2 separate regions of the Astyanax mexicanus genome follow, and region 2 is linked to region 1. The links are chromatin contacts, called in public Hi-C maps. All regions are on one chromosome and are shown on one strand. Each heading gives the region's core, a stretch centred on a gene start, on an enhancer-like site or on the middle of the called end of the contact. The rest is flanking DNA. Distances are from core to core; before and after follow the strand shown.

Evidence for each region. Hi-C and Micro-C count contacts between places; a contact is called where the count stands out from the background.
Region 2: a contact with region 1 is called in a Hi-C map of muscle, with 16 times the contacts expected there. The contact joins the enhancer-like site here to the promoter of chd9 in region 1. A contact is called at or near these places in 3 of 3 Hi-C or Micro-C datasets (blood and muscle).

The regions. Positions count from the first base shown.
Region 1 is chr23:10,736,175-10,738,874 of AstMex3_surface, forward strand. It overlaps chd9 (chromodomain helicase DNA binding protein 9), which reads left to right and starts at 1,328. Exons shown (of 39, transcript XM_049471402.1): 1 at 1,328-1,446.
Region 2 is chr23:10,817,666-10,820,457 of AstMex3_surface, forward strand. It overlaps chd9 (chromodomain helicase DNA binding protein 9), which reads left to right. Exons shown (of 39, transcript XM_049471402.1): 16 at 741-951. Among protein-coding and RNA genes, the nearest start is that of LOC111191607, 35 kb to the right of the region's middle. Within about 2 kb of position 1,301, the one cell type or tissue checked has an H3K27ac peak away from gene starts, as active enhancers do.

The sequences.
Region 1 (2,700 bases), core at 78-2,577:
CTTTATTGTAGTTTTTCTTTATTGATGCTGCATCACAGTAGTGTACTGGCACACACTATTCCATTCCATGACCGACTGTAACTCAAAAAAGATTAGTAATACTGATGTTTCACACAATGCATAATACAGAGAATGCTCTATGCACCAGATTTCTCCGAGCCCAGAAAAGTTGACATTAGGCTTCTGCTTAGCACAGTAATGTTTTATTCCTGTCAGACCTTAATTATGGTCCATGGATGGGGACAAACAATATATAAGAAGATTGGGTCACACACGTATTAATTTGTTTTAAGTGCAAAAATACACCAGAAAGAACAATGCCTATGATATCCACTGCAATGGACAGAGGGTCTAAAAGGGTACCTCTGTATTTCAGTACTTGACAAAGTAATCTTATGTTCATTATAACCCTTTTAATAACCCTTATTGTTTTATGTCAGGTAACAGAAATGAACTTGTATGTAGAACGCAAAGGCGTAGGAGTGGATTTGACATGGGGGGGCATTTGCTAATATGAATCAAAGCCCACCCTATAGAGCATTTGGAGACTATAGAGAACAACATTTGCGGCATTACAGTTAATCACAAATAAACATCTTCTTCTTCTTCTTCTTCTTCTTCTTCTTCTTCTTCTTCTTCTTCTTCTTCTTATGTCTTGGCATGTCAATTACAATTTCTCCACTCTTTTAAAAGTTTTTTTTTTTTTTACTGAGAGCACGATCTTGTCATTTTATTAAAAAGAATGTAACTTTACGTTTCATAGAGATTTTTGGCAGCACTTAATATAAACGTTAGATAACCCAAACCCTCCCAGTCTGTTAGCAGAATAAGTCGTTTTTATTGCAGTATATTGTCATTGTTGCGCCAATGGTAGAACGGGGAGTTTAGAACCAAAACCTGGTGCTGTTCATAGAACTGACGCACTTTATTGCCGTAGTTCTGCCTGCGACCAGCAGAGGCCGTCAGACACCAGCCTGAGCTCCAGCAGGCGCTCTAAGTGTGTGTGTGTGTGTGTGTTCACGCTCTGGGCGCTACTCGCTGTGTGAGTGAATGGAGTCTTTCTGATTGGCTGCTGTTCGCTGCGGCCATCTTGTTAGATCCCTTCCAAAACTCAGTATTTATTTATTTTTATTCACCTGAATCTGAATTAACCCGCGTGGATCAGTGTGTGGAGGGCGAATACGGAGTTTACCGCGTGGAAAACGACTTGTTATACAGGTTTATTAATTTAAAAGGTGTTTGAGAGATTCAAAGTGAAAGGAGAGCCGACTGACCAATCAGAGGGCTCGTCTCGCACACACACATGCAAATGAGCGTGTTATCATCATCACGTCAGCACTGGTGGAAGCGCTGAGGTCGCCAACAGCCGCTCAAACTAGCGCAAATTCGGTATTACAGCCCCGGGTTAAATTAACGCGCCGTTGCCGAGGGCTTTCCCACAGTTTGGTGAGTATTCGCGGTTATATTGGCTAAAGAAACGGAGCGGGGGGGAGTTGAATCGGGGGGCCGGGGCGAGCAGTGCTGAAACTCAGGTGGCCGGTGTTCTGTCAAGTTCTGCTACCCTGTCAAACCGTGCTACCCTAGTGTATGTTTAACTGTAAAAATACAGATTATTAGAACATGCTTTCAATAGAAGTGTCGTTATGATTAAATTTAAATAGCATAAATCGCTGTATTATTAGGATATAGGTGATTTATAAAACGTGTATATATATAATTTACAGCTCTGGAGAAATAGTAATATACCATTTCAGTTTCTGAATCGGTTTCTGATTTTGTTATTTATAAATATATTTGAGCAAACTGAGCATTGTTGTTTTATTCTGTAAACTACGGACAAAATTTCTCCCAAATTCCAAAAAAAAATATTGCCATTTAAAGTTTTTGTTTGCAGAAAATGAGAAATGGCTTGCAGAGCTTTCAGACCTCAAACAATGCAAAGAAAATAAGTTCATCATGTTCTTCATGTTGTAAGAGTTCGGAAATCAATATTTGTTGGAATAACCCTGTTTTTTAATTACAGTTTTCATGCACTTTGGCATGTTCCTTTCCACCAGTCTTACATACTGCTTTTGGTTAACTATATGCCTTTACTCCTGGTGCAAAAAATCAAGCAGTTCAGCTTGGTTTAATGGCTTGTGGTTGATGGCATTATATTCCAGAGGCTTTCAATTTGGTCAAATCAAAGAAACTACAAGATTATTAGGAAAAACTAGAGGTGGGTAACCCAGGTCCAGAAAGTAAAAATCCATCCCTGGCGTTTGTAGCAACTGCCTGGATAGCACTGCTGCAGCAGAGCCACACAGGCAGTTTGTAAAAACCGTGGGTGGATTTTTACTTCCTGGACCTGGGTTACGCACCTCTAGGAAAAAACACATGAAAACAGCAGAGTTTTTGCGCATGCGCAGAGCCGCTAAGTAGCACATATCCATGGGTAGCACAACTCGATAGAACACCGGGCTGGCTGTCAGTCAGTGCGGTGAGACAGACAGAGAGAGAGACAGACAGACACACACTCACACCGTGACGTGCAGCTGGTGGCAATGATTCCCTGGTAAGAAAAGTGTCTAAATAAGTAAATAGAAGCAGTAGAAGCAGTATTTTTGTGTTTTACGTCTCAGTGGAGGGAGGAGCTAAATCAGCCGCTCGCTGCCGTGGTTCTGAACTAACAGCGACTTTAGGGTTATCTAGTTCCCAGTG
Region 2 (2,792 bases), core at 51-2,550, 81 kb after region 1:
CAAATATTAATCTTGGTGATGCTTGAAGACATTTGAATTTTGTCAATTGCTATTAATAATGGTCATACAGAGTTTTTTTAATTAAACTTAGCTGTCTTACATTAAGATAGAATGGAATAATAAGATCCTACCCACATTCAGGGTAAGAAAACCTCCCCACTTCAAATCAACTTGTTTGATAAAAAAAATTACTGGAAGTCATAGTAAATACAAATGAAACAGTTCATGTCCTCAAAGCATTTGTTTGATTACGGTTGTCTAGTTTCAATGCAAATTTTTCAACATGCAAAATTTCAGGTTGATTCCTCTTACTGATCTGAAATTACTAAGCAGTGTAGAGAGTGAACCTGATTTCCCAAAAAAAGGGTAAGGTTTTCTTACCCTGAATGTGGGTAGGATCTTATTATTCCATTCTATCTTAATGTAAGACAGCTAAGTTTAATTTAAAAAACTCTGTATGACCATTATTAATAGCAATTGACAAAATTCAAATGTCTTCAAGCATCACCAAGATTAATATTTGGATTTTTGGAAACATTTAACATTGTTTCATGGAACAACACTGAAGATATGACATGTTGATAGAAGAAGTAGTCAGGGTACAGCTATAACTTTACACAACCAATAATGTCTGAACCGCAAACAACAAAGACTAAGTACACCCGTAAATGAAAATGGTCAAATTGTGCCCAAAGTGTCAATATTTTTTGTGAACACCATTATTTTCCTCCATCTCTTAGGGGCAGAAGAGAAGATCCTGGAGGACTTCCGGGAAGTGTGCAGCCCCTCAGCCCCAGACTTCCACCTGCAGGCCATGGTGCAGTCTGCCGGCAAACTCGTCCTCATTGACAAGCTGCTGCCCAAAATGAAGGCCGGTGGACACAAAGTCCTCATTTTCTCCCAGATGGTGCGCTGCCTCGACATCCTGGAAGACTACCTCATCCAGAGACGGTGAGTGCTTTGTGCTCTTTGCTGCTGTGGCAGCTTTAATTTAATGATGACCTCAATATTATGAACTGTGAAGTGCCTCCTGGTGGATTTGTTTAGAAGTGCAGTCACAGGAGCCATCACTCATTCTAAAAAAGGTCAATTGTGAAATGCAGTAATGCAGAGTTGTTTATTTCAATTGGAGTGTGTATGTGTGTGACAGTGTGCAGGTGTGTATAAATGTATCTATATCTTTGTGTGTGTGGATGCGTGTGTATGTGTGTGTGGGTTATGATCTTGTGTTCCAGCACCATATAAATTCAGTGTGTGTGTGAGGGCTGTTGGCAGGTCTAGCCATGGTTCAGTAGAAGGGCACAGACCCCCTGGAGAGCTCACATCAGACACTGAAACAGCCTAGAGCACCAAACAGCCTGAAGTAGGTCAGAGAGAGAGAGAGAGAGAGAGTGAGAGAGAGGAGGATACGGGGGAAGGGGAATGACAGGGCAACAAGGTATGATATGCTGGAGTGACAGGGTAAGAAAGTGAGAAATGGAAAGGTAAAGGAGATGGAGCGTAACAGTAGCTCCAGGATAAAGGCTGCTCTGTATCATATGAAGCATTGCTGCGACTGAGCTGGTTACAGCAGTACAGTAAAGACCCACTGAGGGCAATTTCTCTGACGCAGATAATAAAACACTCCTTTTAAAATCCATTTTGGGCTCACCCTGCCTTCACACTAGCAGGCGACCAGTCATTTTCTATTGGAGGACAGGATTTATAGCACATTTTGGTGATTAGCAGAAAGCAACATGTCAACAAAGCAAAAAATGGATTTGAGATTGTCTCAAATTTATTCAAATTAATTTTGGCGCATTGAAGTGATATTCAAAACCACCTGGCCAAAATAATCATAACCAGACGTAGACACAAGGGTCTGAGGCCCCCAGCTTTTGTTCTCTGTACTTTTGGTTCCTATTTGAACTGTTTAAATCATGAAAGAGAGGCTTATTAAGACTTATTTATCTTTTACTGTTAGAATATTTAACAAAAGATAGACCTAAAGCCTGTTGAGCATCTGTGGGGCATCCTCAACCAGAAGGTGGAGAAGTGCAATGTCTCTAACATCCACCAGCTCCACTGGTGTCATCATGAAGGAGTGAAAGAAGATTCCAGTGCCAGTGTAAAGCTGAAGATAATGATGGTCACGCAAAATATTGACACTTTGGGTACAATTTGGCCATTTTCACTTAGCTGTGTAATGAATTTTGTTGCCAGTGGTTTTAGATATTAATTGCTGTGTATTTATGCCTGTGGGGTTGATTACACTCATTCAGGCTGTACCCTGACTACTTTACATTGTATCAAAGTGTTTTCCCATGCTAAGATATAATAAATTATTTGCTAAAATGGGAGGGCTATACTCACTTTTGTGAGATACTGTTTGATACATATAGGATCTGGAAAAAAATAAGAAACCACTTAAAATGATGAGTTTCTTTAATTTAAGTATAAACTGAAAACATCTGGAATATAATCAGGAGGAAGATGGAAGACGTAACTGCTTGAAGTTTTGTACCAGGAGTGGGATCCAAAGTTATCCAAAAGCAGTGTGTAAGACTGGTGGAGGAGAACATGTCAGAAAACTGTGATTAAAAACCAGGGTTATTTCACCAAATATTGATTTCTGAACTCTATGAAAACTTTATAAATAAGAACTTGTTTTCTTTGCATTATTTGAGGTCTGAAAGCTCTTCATCTTTTTTTTTTTTTTTTATTTCAGCCATTTCTCATTTTCTGCTCTGAATGACTTTTTTTATTTGGAATTTGGGAGAAATGTTGTCTGTAGTTCATAGAATAAAACAGAA